Regions from separate parts of the Gasterosteus aculeatus genome. Here region 2 is linked to region 1. Evidence: chromatin contacts called from public Hi-C data. All regions are on one chromosome and are shown on one strand. The core of a region is the stretch at or near the end of the contact, and the rest is flanking DNA. Distances in the headings are between cores, read along the strand shown.

Region 1 (7,603 bases), core at 2,369-4,868:
GGTGGAGTTTTGACGTACAACAAACCGTAGGGCTCAGTTAAACAACCGCTAGTGTGTGAACACAAACAAACGCTTGGACCACATGGAGCAGCTACGTCCTCCCTGCAGATTCCTTCTTTTTCGCATGTCCGGAAACAACAGCGAGGGAGTGACTGACTGAAGTGGACTCTGCTTCCTTGAGCCCACAGGAATTCAGGCTCGGGCCTTAATGGCTCTTGCGTGACTAGGTTTTAGGTGACTGCATTTTTGCAGCACTAACGCACATTTTTAATCTTTGGGATTTCTCTCCCCAAAAAAATACAGCACCGTTATTTTTTCCCCAACTAAGAAACAAGCTGAGCAAGAACAAAACAAAAGGGAAAGACTGCTTGAAAATGTTGAAGACATTGGCTCTGCAGAACTAATCAAGACTTATGCAAGATTTATATACAAAAAATGGTTGGAGACGATAAACAAAACTTCGTTGAAAATACAACTCCACGCTGTTAACTCAACACTGCCTTGAAATGACCGCTCGTCTGAACCCATTCACACAATTCACGGGGTCTCTCTGGAAGGCTGCTCACCTGTAAGACGTCGTAGGCGATGTCTGCAGAGACGCCGGTGCTCCACAGCTTCTGGACCACACTGATGGCTCGAGACATCGAAGATTGTCCGACTGGGACCACCAGAGCATCGCAGCAGCTCACTGATGGCTGAGACAAAGAGTAAAGAATAAAGACTTAACCCTGTAAAGTAAAAGTAACTTGCCTTTCTTTGGAGACCTACTCGCACATCATTTCACAGGATAGAAAATAATTTAAAAAAAATGATAGACCTGCAAAAATAACTCCATGGCGTCAAGACTCACTGTGATCATAGTGATTAATGTGTTTCTAAAATTGGCTGTGTGGCAGCCAACTGCTGTGATAAGGCATCATTAAACATGCAGCTGTCTGCTGCTGCTTCATCACAATAATTAGGAATGTCAGATCTCAGTGTGTGTGTGTGTGTGTGTGTGTGTGTCTCTCTCACTGGCTCCTCCATGTTGGTCATGGCAGCACAGACTTTGTCTAGAGCCACACTGGCCCCGACTGCAGAGGGCACCTGCGCGGTGGAAGCTGGCCCTCGAAACTCCACGATCTAGCAACACAGAGAACAAAGCCCCTTAAAAGTTAATCAGGTAGACTGCGGCATTTGGAATACAGGCGGAAGAAGAAATATGGTCAAAATAAATGCACGAGTGGAGGGAAACCTTTCAATCGGTGCAGACTTTTGCTGGGACCGAATACCTACCAAGTGGTCATAGCGTCCCCCAGCAGCCAGGATGTCCGGAACGATTCGCTTGCGCTTCCTGATGAAAGCCACGAACTGGAAGATGATCCCGGAGTGATGCTGCACCTTGTACACTAAGCCCAAGTTGACCACCACCTACAGAGAGAATACAGCCGCGTTGAAAAGGCGTGAGAAAACGCACCACGTCTCTTACCCCAGAATCCAACTCACCTGCAGCTTGACTCCTAGACCGCGCAGCAGCGCCGTGACCTCCTCCAGGTCCTTGAGGCCCTGCTTGGCCAGCTGGGTGACGGCGGTCTTCTGTTTGGTGAGTGACGTCAGTAGCGGCGCCAGGTCCTGCAGATTCCCCTTCTGTTCTATGTACTTGTACAGCGTCTGCAACTGGACGCAACAGCGCCGTTTACGAGCAGGAACTAAGTCCACTAATTGTTTTCCCAGGAGGTCCGTTCACCCGGAGGACTCACGCTGTTGGTTGACAGTGAAAAGTTGCAGAACTTTGCCTCCACCTCACGTTTGGTTAGCTTTTCGCTCTGTAGAAAAAAACAAGGGGCGAAAAGGGAGCCTGGAACGTTACCACTGCTACATTCAGTCAGAGCACTATTGTAAATGTTCATAACAGCATATCAGGAACGGCGACGCGAGTAACATCTGTGATGCACGTGTGAACTGCACTGACCATGGCGTCACACAGGATGGTGGAGGCCTGGCTCAGCTTGTCCTCGGGGACTCCGCTGTGGAGCAGGATGGCCTTGAACAAGCTGGTGTGGTTCAGGTAAATGTTATAGTTCCTTTCCTGCAGTCACAGAAACACGCCTTTAACCCTCCCTGCTGCAATTACAGTAACAAAAAAAAAAAAAAAAAAACGAGAGCACTGCTGTTCAACGGGCGCCTCGCTGAGTAATGACTGTTGTGTCCGGCCGCCCTCTCATTCCGTCCGACGCACATATTCTTAAGAGCTTTCACACAAAGAGCAGGGTGGCGGACGGGGATCAGAAACGGGATCAACGAGGGACGACCCGGAGGCCGGTCTCCGGGTTCACGCAGAGGCAGCTGCGCCTGCACACTGAGGCGTGTGGACAGGATATATCGATTGTACTCGGCAGCGAGGAAGGAAGTGCACAGAGCTGCGCATTACAGATATTCTTTGCGAATAATAAATATGGTGTGAATCTGTCAGGCTTACACGTAGTCTGGTATGTTAGGAATGTCGGTGGGAAGTGAGAAAACGGCATGCGGCGATAGGAAAATAAAAAAAAGAACAACGGCGCGTACAGCCCGTCAACAACCTCAAGAGGAGGCGGCGCGGCACAAGCCGGCAGATCGCCGGGTCGTTTAAACACAGCTGGTTCATGTGACCTGGAGCGCGGCGAACTCCTGGACTATTTCAGAGACGGCGTAGATGGTCTCGGCGTCGGGCAGCAGGCTGTTGGTTACGGGCGTGATGATGTCAAAAGCGCACTCCAGAAGCTCCCTTGGGTGCGCGCGATCCAGCTTCCTGGGGCGGAATACTCGCTCGATGCTGTACCTTGAGAGAGGTGGCAAAGAAACACTGGTGTTGGTTTTGTTTTTTTTACAACATGAATGTCAGTTCCTGGCGGTGAATTCAATGAATAAATACCAGATAATGTAATCAGTCATTGCATTTTTCACAAAAACATCACCTAACGGCAACTACAAAAACAAAAAAACAACCTTGCAGGACAAAATAAAATACATACAGATCTGTTCGATCATTTAACTTTACCTCTTCAGGTGAGTTATATTATTGCGAGCGACGAATCTCGAAAACGCCATCTATAGTAGACAGAGAGTTGAGACACGTAATGACGGTGAAGTTGGTGCACGCCGGGCTGTAATCTATCACACTGTGGAAACAACCATTTAGTCCTCGGGGTCTCCTGAAGCAGCAGGAGCTCGAGGCGGCTGCTGATTGTGTGCGTGTGCCGATTTCTGTGTAAATGGTGTTATGCGCACGTCGGGACTCACGCGAAGGTCGTAGGGCAGCGTAACCAGCATTCCGCTGTGGTCCATGAAGCAGGCCGGCTCGCTGCCATCGTACAACTTCCTGTTTCTCGGCAGGAGCAGCGGCGTCTGGAGACGCACCGCACCTGAAATCAAACGGCGTGAGCTACCGCGACGTGTGCCGCGGGGAAGCGTAACCCGTCACCCCGACGGGGACGCCGTGTGAGACTCACGCGCGCCCAACCAGCGCACTCACCGTGCCTCTTGAAGATCCGGGTGATCGTTTCGTACACATGCTGCTGCAATTTGGCACTGTTCAAGCTGAAGCTGCCCTGAAGGGAGACCAAACAAAACCGCCTCTGTTAGGGATCAGGAGACATCGATTAAGCACTACCAGACCTTCTGCCGGTCGGTCGCACAGACCAGACGAGTTAAGCAGCACTGAGGTGTTGCTGCAGCCGTTCGTGTGTCCGCAGTGACACCTGCAGGGCGAGCGGGGAACATCTGAGTAGACAGAACTGCTTTTTTTTTTTTTTTTAAACAAACGACACATGACCTTCTACCTGGTCTCGTATAAATCATGTCTCATAAACCACACACGCTTTGTCTAATCAAAAGCAAACACATCTAATGTTAAAAGTCTTGTGTTGCACCGGTCTCATGCAAGACAAAAGAAAGCAGACCTTGTGCAGGTCTATGTCGTAGGTGTAATCCATGACCGGCGAGGTGTTCTGGGCAAACAGCTGGCCAACCATGGTGCGGTAGGCCTTGCCGTTGATGTTGGCCATGGTGTGCTGCAGCACCTCGTGCAGCTCCGACTCCTCCATCTGCGGCGGGGGCAGCAGCTCGCTCTTCAGCAGCTCCTGGGCGGTGGGCCGGAGGGCCGGGTCGTGGTTCAGCAGCCACTCGATCACTTTCCTCTGACGGTTGGAAAGACGGGATGAAAGCGAGCCGTTCCATCGCTCCGCATCGAGAGGTCGTGCTCCGGCGTCCTCACCTGAGTTCCCTGCTCGTACGCGGTGAAGTCCTCGGGGAAGTTCATGGGCTCCTGCAGCGTGAAAAGAGAGGAGGTGAGAAACGCTTTGCAACGAGCCCCTGCGTGCAACCCAGACGGCTCCCGGTGGGCGAAGGACGGACGGACGGACGCACCGCACGCAGCAGGCTCAGGACAGAGATGCGCTCGGCCCCCGTGGTCATGGGCCGGTAGGACATCTCGAACAGGATGATGCCCAGGCTGAACAGGTCCACTTTCTGGGCGGGATGAAGGAGAGGTCGGAGCATTAGCAGATGCTCAAAAACGAGCACGGACACCAGCCGCATGGGAGGCAAGGATTTGGTTTTAAATCAGAATCCTACTTGGTTGTAGTTGGCTTTGGTGGTTCCTTGAACCTCCGGGCTGACGTAGAGCGCCGTGCCGACCATGCCCGTCATGTTACCTGAAGAACGTTGGCGCAAAAAGCAGCAGCGCTGCGTCAGGGGAGAGCAGACGCGAGACAAAACCGGATCACACCGCGGGAATGTTGCGCGCACCTGTTGGGTCCGGTTTGACTGCCGAGCCGCTCTCCTCCGCTTCACATTTACCTGCAGCCTGTAAACCATTTCACCGCCGGAGTTACACATTTTAAACACGTTAAGCCGAGCTATCAAGACAAGACTTGGCATACCACATTAGCGGGATGGTCCGTAGCCAGGCCAAAGTCCCCGATCTTCACGTGGTCGTGCGAGTCAAGGAAGATGTTGACAGGCTTCAGGTCCCTGTGAATCATGCCCTAAAAGAGATAATTGAAAACACGCCTTCGTTTTTTAGTTTTTTCCTTCCCATGTTGCAAACCTCAAACACACAAACATCAAACACCTGCTCGTGGATGTAAGCGAGGCCATCGAGAATCTCTCTGAAGAGCCTCCACAGGCGATTGTGGTCCTGGTGCAGCCCGTGATCTATTGTGTCCCTTAAAGTGCTCTTTTCACAGTATTCCATCTGCCGGGAACAGAAGACACGCATTACACGCGAGGCAGAGGCCTCTGGTGGCAAAGAACGGCGCTTTGGCGTGACGCTCACTTGTATGTACAAGTAATGCGCTATGCGCTGAGGTCGCTCAGAGTCCGCGCTCTCCGCCGTGTCCGTCGCCGGCCTTTTGCTGGGCTCGACCTGCGTGGGCAGAGCAACCCGTTAGCTGCACCGCGCACGACACCACCGGCGCACGACCGATCACGACTCCAACGGGCGCTCAAACCTGCGACATGTCGCCCGTGCTGCCGTCGCCGTTGTCGAAGATGATGTCACTACTCGAGTCGCTATTTGACGGCCTGAAAAAAATAATAATAATACGCGAGCAATGCGTGAGGATTTGAAGCAGGCGAAAGTCGGTGGATTCACTGAAGAAAGACGCTTACAAAAAAGAGGCACCAAACACATCTTCGTCGTCATCATCCTCTTCATCACTCGACTGGGGCGCGCTGCATTTGGCGCTGGATGACCTCTCGATGGAGGTGGACCACTCCACAGAGCTGGACAGGGCCGGGGGAGGCGCGGCGTCCTCCACGCCGTCGCCCGGCTCGCCGGCGCCCCCGCCCACCCCCCGCGGCGGCTCTTTGCGCTGAGGGGACTTGTCGCCGGCGCTCCAAGCGGCCTCGGAGCTGTCGCCGTTGCTCAGCAACCCCGACGGGGGGATCTCGTGCCGCTCGATCCACGCGTTGTAGTACCGCACGATGTTCTCGTGGTTGAGGCGCGACAGCAGCGTGACCTCGCCTTTGATCCGCCTGAACTGCTTGCTCGCCGGGTTGACCAGGATGCGCTTCACGGCGTAGTAGCAGCCGTCCAGGTTATTCTGGACCTGGCGAGGCGGGAGAAACAAAAAGTGGACGCGGGAGAATTTGCAGCAGATCCCTTCTCTGCCCGAGTGGAAAGCTCTCTGGCCCTCTGGAGAAGAGCTTACCTTAATCACAGCGCCAAAGGCTCCTTTTCCAAGGAGCTGGAGTTCCTCGAACTCATTGAAGTAGCGAGAAAACTGCCTCTCCACCCCGGAGCTGAACGGAGCATAAGGGATGTGGCTCCGCGGGATAACGGACGAAGGGAAGTCCACGGCGGGAACTGAGATGAACGAAAAACATTAAGGAACCACGTTGTTGGAGTTTATCTCTCTCATTTACTCATCTACGTTTAACTTCTGCTGCCTCTGCAGAATAACAAACACTAAGTTTAGAATATATCGTCCACATCATTCAGACGGTTTCATGGACGTGTTCGATACCTTCCGGGCTGGAATTGCGGTGCAGCGGGAGGTGTTTCGGCGATGGAGGCTTGAGGAAGGCGTGGTCCAAAAGCTGCTGAGCGGTCCAGCGCTCAGCGTCATTCAGGCACAGACACCTTCGACACAACATAAAAGGACGCACTTTAGTCCACACTACGAATCCACATAACCATAATTAGGGAAATGCCTGAATGATCTAAATGAAACAACTTTATTAAAAAAAAAAACTATTTTAAACAGTAAAGCAATCGGACGGTCAAACAAAACGATCCACAAAATGATGATGATGACCAATCAGGAGTGACAATAAACAGCGTCAGCGCTATTTCAATGATGATTACATTAATTTGTCATAATTGTGTTCATGCTTTTCAAAATCAATCTGCATGTAACACCAACTGTGACAATAACAGTTACAGAGAAAGTATAAAAGTGACAGTATGGTGTTCATCCATCCATCCGTACGTACTTGTGGAGGAAATCCTGAAAGTCTGCAGGCAGGCTGGCGGGCACCGTCACTGGATACTCCTGCGTCTCTTTCCCCTGACTCAGCGCCAGAAGCATCAGGCCCAAGTTCCACACGTCGCCCTTCTTGCCTGTTTTCATCGGCATCGCCGCGTCCTCCGAGAAACGCACGTGGGCTTGCTCAAAAATGTCCTCTTTGCACATGTCGGCAAACCTCCTCGACAAGCTGTAATCGGTCAGTCGGACGTTGCCCTCGGAGTCCACCAGCACGCTGGAGGCCGCCAGCTGCTTGTGCACCACGGAGTTGGCGTGCAGGTAGTCGAGGGCGGCCAGCAGCTGGGCGGCGTAGTGGCACAGCTTGTCCGTGGCCAGCGGGGTGTTTGCGACGAGGCTCCGGGTCAAGTTGAAGCCGGCCACGTGCTCCACCAGCAGGTTGACCGCCAGGCAGTCCTCCTTCTCGGTGGAGCTCATCGCCATGTAGCGCACCAAGTTGGGGTGATCCAGCCGCAGGAGGGAGTTGAACTCGGCTTCCGCCCCCTGGATCTACTCGGGAAATCAGAAGAATGGTCTCTCAGAAGAAGAGACTGTGATTCGGCGCGTGGATTTTGCAACGGAGACACTACTTGCCTGCTTTTTGCAGCTCTCGAGCC
Region 2 (7,603 bases), core at 2,058-4,557, 41 kb before region 1:
CCCCCCCCCCACCCCTGAGGAGAAAACTAGGAGGACCCAGAAATGCGATGCAGCCAAAAGGAGATTGCTCATCTCCCGGTCAGATGCAAAAGGCGGAAGTCCCCTGGGGAATATTGGCAAGGCAGGCTGATCTCAAAGGACCCTTGAGAATATCCCATTTCGGGCCAAGGGGCCTCTACAGTGCTGCTGTCAAACAATTGTGCTGACCTGAGAGGGATGGGTGATGGGTGGCAGCACCCTGCGCCCCGGGAAGTCTTTTTTAATTTTTTGTACAAAAACAGTACAGCTTGAATAAAAAGACACTTCGGCAACGCGCGATTACGCAGAAACCATTAAAGGGGACGTTGAGTGACTCACATTACAATCCTGCAGCTTCGAACCAAAATGAAATGCGAATACCGTACCCCCCCCCCCCCCCCCCCGCCCCCGCCCCCCCCCCGCCCTCGACTCCACGGCACTCCCCAAATCATAAACAGATCCTCAGTTATTCCACACGCGCTGGTGCTGCCTGGGTCACGTTCACCCCGGCCTGGTCGCAGATACCCGTGACCGACCCTATTACACACTTACCCAATTACCGAGTGAGACTAGGCAGGTGTGGGTGGGGGGGGGGCACACACACACACACACACATAAGCGTCCAGGGTTAGCAGCAGGCTACAGGGGTCGTCGAGTGCACCGAGTTGCGTCGTGCAGGCCTGGCCCCGTCCCAGCTGGCTTTGGGCCGCGGTACAGGTGCCACACTAGATCACCACCGGGACCTCCTTTCACCCTATACACCCCCCCAACTTCCCCCCCCCACACACACACACACACACACACAGCATATCGCTCTCCAGCTAGTGTGAGCTTTAACAACAGGTGCAGTAGGTTAGGCTGCAGGCCCCGACATGCGAGGAAACAGACTGTTATTGTGGGTCCTTCCTTCTATCATCTCCTGTTATTCCTCCCCCCCGCCCCCCCCGCCCCCCCTCGCCCCCCCTCGCCCCCCCTCTACCTCTTCTCCTCCCCAACAGCCCTGGGGAGCAATGGAGAGGTCCGACCTGAGCATGTAACCCGAGCACGACTCTTCTGTATTGTGCAAGGATGTTGAAAAGAGGAGGGGAAAACGGTGGAGGGTTTGTTGCACATGGAGAGGATTGGACAGCACGGCTGTGAGCTTGTGTGTGGATGTGTGTGCGTGTGTGTGTGTGTGTGTGTGTGTGTGTTTTAGAAGCAGTAAATAGGTTATGAGGCCGTCTAATGATAAGATTCCTCACCCCCGTGGCCGGCAATGGTGCAATTAATGTCAGGATTTGACCCACTGCTTTCACTCGGTGACGGATAGACGGCTGTCCATCCATCCATCAGTGCACGCCACCGGTCAGGATATGAACATGTCAACTGGTGCTCATTGGCTGGTGCAAATGCTTAAAAAAACAAGTCTGAAGTGCACAGTGACTGTATCCCAGCACAGGAAAACTTTGCAAACTACTGCATTTCATTATGAGGAATCCAGATGTGCTTCTTGGCTGCTGGTGAATGTCTTCAGCTCTGTATGACACTGCTGTCGGCCTCAGTGCAGAGAGAGGAATGACACCTCAGGGCAAGAACCTCTCTCTCTCTCTCTGCCTTTTGCTCATCTCCCTCTCTTTGCTCTCTTCTGACTCTTTCTTTCACCCTACTCCACTTACTTTTGCGCCCTCTTTCCTACCCCCGCCTCTCATCCTCTTCAGTCCGTCTTGTTTTTACCACCCTCTCTCTCTCTCTCTCTCTCTCTCTCTCGCTCTGTGTGCCACTGTTATCACATCATCTGCGCAGAGAGACGAGGTTGGTCTGACCAGTGACAGGTAATCAGAGGGCATGTGGGAGTTGGCTCCAGAAAGTCTGCCCCTATACCTACTTTGACACTGGCGCTCCCTCTTTTTTCTTTTTCATTTCCCCCCCTCCTCCCCCCGCTCTCTCTTTGTCTCTCAAAACACAAACTCACACAGACACACACACACACACACACACACACCGCCAGACATCTGCAGACTGCGTGGTGGACCAGTCATGTCAAATGTCAGTTAAGAAATTAGTCACCAGGGAGCAGGATGAGTAACATCGACTGTCTCATCGCCTCTTCACTTCTGTTCTGAGGTGTTCGGAACAATGTGGGAGCTGCCATGAGCAGTATTTTTTCATTTATTTTGCTACGCAAGACTCACCGACTGTTCCTGAATCTGACTACGAAGATGATTGTTAAGAGGAACGTTTGTGGTGGGATCATGTGTTGATTTCCTGAATAACAGTTGATCTCGTGCACATTCAGCCTTCGCAGCGGGAGAAAACTACTGTGAAGTTATAAACCTCTAAGTGTGCCGTGAAATGAAGTTTTTTTGTATTATTCTTAAATGTGTTTAAGACTGACCTTAAAGAAACTCTGCATGCACGAACAGTTAGTTCATTCTGCCCTCTATTGATACAAACGTGTAACTGCAAAAGAAAAAAAAGTCTGCTTTTGCTGCCTTATATTTTTTCCCTCTTACTTAAAACAATGCAGCGATTTATTTTGACATATATAAAGCTGACATTCCTCAACAGGTTGGGGGGGATATTGGAAAAATCTGATTCTCAAAGAGGAAGACGCATCCAAATCCAACGTCGGAAAACACATCCGTCAGTAATTTTACAAGCATTCTTCATTTTTAATGGTACTGGGAGAACATGCAAGGTCAGGAAGAAAAGGCCCATCCTCTCTTACTTTTAACCATTGGACCCCCCCCCCCCAAGCCATCTTAACATGTCATTATTGTGTGACTTTTGTGTCCTTGTGCTCCTAAAGTGGGTGGTGTCACTCACTCGTTTGAAGTGTAGACCACTGTCATTTTTCTGTCAGTCTATTTAAATAGCGGTTGGAGAGAGTCGGACTGAGTCACGGGTCCCGTCTGCCACTGTGGGAGCGTCAGGAGAAGTCCCCCTCTGCTGGATCCTATTTGGCCGATCACCTGACAGGAGCCAGACGGGTCACCGGTGGGAGCTGAATCAGATCAGACGCGGCGGGCCACGTCTAGACGAGGAGCAGACCCCCTTCCTTGTATTGTTTGTTTGGTAGGTGGTGGTGAGAGAAAAACAGGAAGAGAGTGTGACTAAGCCAGTGAAAACCTGGTGTCCGGGAGCAGCGAAGGCTTCCTGCCGTCGGATGTTTCCTCACACACACACACACACACACACACACACTGACTGGCCAGCACTCAGAGTTATCGTCTATGTTTTGTGCGATAATATAAACTGGACACTATTGGAAGAGGTGCGTCTCTAGATTCCACCACACAGTGGCAGCACGACATAAAGAAAAGAAAAAAGGCCTTTTTTTTTTTTTCTCAGGGACTAAAAGCCAGGCTCACACAATAGGTGATAGGAATAGTTATTCCACTTTGATAAAATATGCTTATTTACGTTATTTAATAGAGTTAGGCGAGAAAATTGTCAACACACCTTAAGAATATCAATCTTCGAATCGATCCCTCAACAAGAAACCTTCGGTAATGTTCTGAAATGTCCTTCACACTTTCACCCACCTTTGCGTAACTTACACTCTCTCCTTCTGACCCGTATCTACTTTCCTTCGGTCCACGTGACTGCACATGAGCGCACATGCCGCCTATGGTCGATGATGTCAGCTCCCTCGCTTCACCTTCATAAAGGTCAGAGAACCAGCACATTTCTCACATTCTTGCTCCTGTCTCCTGTCCTCCTCCTCCCCCCCCCCACAAAGACAGGAGTGTATATTTGTCCCAGACACAACGTTAAGCAGTGAGCATTTTCCCTTCGCAAGGTGGTTGTTTCGCCTCAATGTTTGAGTCGGTGGAACTGTAATTATGTCCGAATTTACAGCTGAAACACGGGTTGTGACATTCCTCTGCCAGCTGGAGGTCTGCCTGTAAATCTGGCACCTTTACCTGAGGAGCCTCCCCCAAAGCACACGGAAACCGCTAGAACCTTCTAAGGAAAGCCTCAGGTGTGGGTTCACGCTTTCGGCGTGAGCTCAGGACTCAAGATGATCTAATCAGGACGATAGCAGGAAGGCAGAGTTGATATATTTTCATGATTTATGGTACGCCTCATCAGCTTGATTTATTTTCACCAAAAGAAAATGAGATAATGAGTTTATACTTACTGATTCAAAGGGAAATCAGAGTGCGTGTTTTTGTTTAAGATTATGCTTATCTGACCCTTGACAGCTTCACACATTGTTGATGCCAGCTATTTAAAAACGGGTGTTGGTCTGCCACTAGCAACTCCCTGGTAAAGATAGTTGAGCGTTTAGCAGCTAAAGTACCAATTGATTCCATTGGGATTTGGTGGTGACCAAAATAGAGCAAAAAACGAGAGAGCAAATGAACATTTGTGTCTTGAAATACAACCTCCAGATAAGTAGCAAATACTTTGTCTGTGCTTGATGTGTGAACAAGCAAACGTTTGCTCGCCAACGACAGCAACACGTTTTTTAGGTGACACGATGTTGTAACGCTCTCTAGTGGTCAACATTGCAGTTAATGGAGGTTTGAAGTAATCATTGAGAAAAAGATGATCGGCTCACTTCCTCCTCGATATCTAAATTGTGTTAAAGTGATATCATACATTGTGACAAGATTATGAAATACAAAATCACGTCTGTTAAAACAGCGCGCTCAAGGCTGGACTACCAAGTACTTTGCTCGTAAAACTGAACATTTTGCCAGAGAAAACTGCACAAGTTGTACATGAAAACCAAACGCGCTCCCACGCAAAAAACACACGAGAAACGCTTCTATCTACGCAGCCAAAGTAGTTCGTGACCAGGTAGAATCCGGGTCACGGCCTCGCCCATGTGCTCATTTACTGTAACCGTAGACCTCCCGAGGCTCGCTAGGTCTATGTCTCAATGATCCCACGTATGAAAGGGAGGATTACACCGGGCAGGTGTTGTGGGAATGGGGACACACGGGTTCTTTTAGGTTCAATCCTCTGTGGAATTCATCATCTTCACATAGATTTTCAGATTAAAACTTCTGAGAGGTCCACTCGACGGTTCCGCCCCGGAGCACGAAGGGGGGTGAGCAAGAACGCCACTTATAATTGTCAAACGGGCTGGTGGCTCCACGAGGTCACAGGGTAGAGAGGAGATGGAGAGGGGGAGGGAGAAGCCCAGAGTTGGGCATGAACTGCCGCCAGAGGACGTGAGCCATGACTGGGTCTGAGTCATGAGGCCTTCTGATGCCAATCGAACCCGGGAACCTCATGTGTCATTACAGTGCTCTGGGAATGTGTTGATGTAGCTGCTGAGAGAAACCTTATAAGTTGAAACTCAGAGAGGTGTACAGTTTATGGTTCTTCTATTTGCACCAAAAGACTGTCACTCTGTCCATGGCTTAAGACCGCCTACGTCTCCGCAGAACGAGAACACAGACAAGGGAGGAATTATCTGAGGGGTGTTCTGAGGCGCTTTGAGCTGACGCTATCGTCATTGTTGCAGTTAACAGTTTTAAGGACACTTGATTCCAAATTGCAAACATCCACCTTGTGGTGGAGCTGAAGGAAAAGTGGGAGGATCCCCATAATCATTACAACACATCTGCTAACAACCAAAGGTGTATGTGCCAATCCCACTTGCATATTTATGCCTAATTTAGACATTGGACAACACGGAGTTGTGTCGGGCCGAACTTCTGGAACCATAGAATCACACGCATCAAAGAAATCAAAGACTGCCTGTTAAAGTGTTTAACTATTCCGAATGCCCACACCAGCGTTAGGTTGAACCGCTCACCAGATGACCGGGCATCTGCTTAGATTTACGTCCTCTCCCTATTACCTCACAGAAAACAGCCAATTCACAGACTACAAAGACAAAGTGGAGGACCTAACCCTCGGGGCTGGTTGAACCCACTGAACCCTTTAACGTTCAAGCAGAAGTGCTTCAAGGCAGAATAGGATGGGGGGGTGGATGTAGTTTTGTTTGCTGTGATGACTGCGAGACAGAGAAAAAAAAGACAGCAGGAGACCCGACGGTGTCAAAACACATTATTATAGACCCTGCGTGGAAAACAGCGACTGGACCAGACCTCACAGAGAGAAAACGAGTGAGTGAGCACATGCAAGATGAAAGGAGTCAAGGACACGAGAAAAGAGAGCATTGATTGAGAAAAATAAAACAAAACATTGAATGACATATTGGTGAGTCTTTTTGTAAAGTAGACCTGCGCATCAGCCCCGATCGACTGCATGATGAGCTGCTCTTTTTGTTGGACTCCTCACAATGTTTCCGAGCCCCTCCTATACCAAGTTCCAAACAAATGAAGTGAGAGTAGGTCCCCCTGGATGGCAATAATGGAGGAGAGCTGTAGTCATCTCTGTCTATCATTACCTCTGTACAACCATCTGTTTCAACACAAAGACCATTGTGCTGCTAGTCATTGTGGCTGAGATTCTGAAAGGTTTTCGTTTGTTCCCAATTCTTTCTCATGCATTTAATGTATGTGGCTGCTATAAAAAAATGAAAAAAAACTGACCAACTGCTCTGGGTTTCTATTTGTCCTATAATGCACCATATGTCCCAGTTTGGTGGACGCCTGAATGGCTCTGAAACTCTTTCAACTGTCAGTGTGCATCGCCATTATACCCCTTCGCCCTCATTCCTCACCCCCACCGACACCCTTTGGTCTGGATCTGCAAAGCGTGGTCGCTACCAGCACCATGTGCTCACAGATAAGCCAAAGCAAGGGCGATAACCGCCACTGTGCACTGATCCTCGGAGGGGGGCCCCCGGGGGCTCGTAATCAGGTGGGCCGCACGCTGTCCTCTCGACGCGCACTCAGCACTCAGCACTCCGCATCGCACTCCGAGTTTGGGCCCCCCGTGCCACCCTTAGCCTCGTATTGCTCCCGGCGGTGAGCTCACCTCCAAACCATCATTCACACCCATCCACATCCCAGAAACACGTCCTCGCCAGCAGCCCGACGCCTCCGCAGCGGGTGGTTGTAAATCAGCTGCCTGGGGAGGAGTGGGTAGACTAGAGGCAACAGGGGTAGAAGGCAGAAGGTGGCTTTGGGTCATATGGAAGAAATCTCCCTCTCCATGACCCCTGCGTCTTATGGAGCGACGGGATGAGGTGCACACATAAACTACTGCTGTAGCAGATTGTGCTCTGGCTTTTATGACATTCAGTAAATACGATTAGCTTATTTAAGACTTCGGCAAATTTACCGCCGTGATCGACGCCCAACTGAATTATGAAGTTGTCTTTCAAATGCCAAATTGATGCAACATTTGCCTCAGGCTGCTCAGACCGGGTCTAGTGAGGCCGTATCTCGTTTGATCCCAGTTATTGTTTTGTTGAGGGCTTCCCCTGGTGTCCGACTGAGAGAAAAAAGTCCCCTTTATGATCCCCCAGTGTTTGCATATCTAATTACTAGGATAGATAGATAAAACCACAAGGTCCCTGGGGTGACCTTTGAATTGGCAAAAACAGAGTTCTGGTCTGGTGATAGCAGCACGCAGGGCCTCTGTGAGTAGCCAGCTGGCCCCCGTTTAAAAGCCCATTGCCCAGGCAAATAGGTCAGTGCCGCTGGGCCACAATCTCTGCAAGTGACTGGAAACC

Evidence for each region. Hi-C and Micro-C count contacts between places; a contact is called where the count stands out from the background.
Region 2: a contact with region 1 is called in a Hi-C map of skeletal muscle, with 12 times the contacts expected there. The contact joins two enhancer-like sites. A contact is called at or near these places in 5 of 6 Hi-C or Micro-C datasets (liver, skeletal muscle, tail fin and 1 more).

What each region holds. Positions count from the first base shown.
Region 1 is chr15:3,607,601-3,615,203 of fGasAcu3.hap1.1, reverse strand. It overlaps eif2ak4 (eukaryotic translation initiation factor 2 alpha kinase 4), which reads right to left. Exons shown (of 39, transcript XM_040198836.2): 8 at 7,581-7,603; 9 at 6,958-7,496; 10 at 6,489-6,604; 11 at 6,174-6,328; 12 at 5,632-6,071; 13 at 5,472-5,544; 14 at 5,297-5,386; 15 at 5,093-5,215; 16 at 4,902-5,006; 17 at 4,768-4,825; 18 at 4,594-4,673; 19 at 4,387-4,488; 20 at 4,235-4,285; 21 at 3,921-4,157; 10 more. Among protein-coding and RNA genes, the nearest start is that of eif2ak4, 7.5 kb to the right of the region's middle. Within about 2 kb of position 3,618, at least 1 of the 9 cell types and tissues checked has open chromatin away from gene starts, as enhancers often do.
Region 2 is chr15:3,648,350-3,655,952 of fGasAcu3.hap1.1, reverse strand. No RefSeq gene overlaps it. Among protein-coding and RNA genes, the nearest start is that of LOC120832524, 4.6 kb to the right of the region's middle. Within about 2 kb of position 3,307, at least 6 of the 9 cell types and tissues checked have open chromatin away from gene starts, as enhancers often do.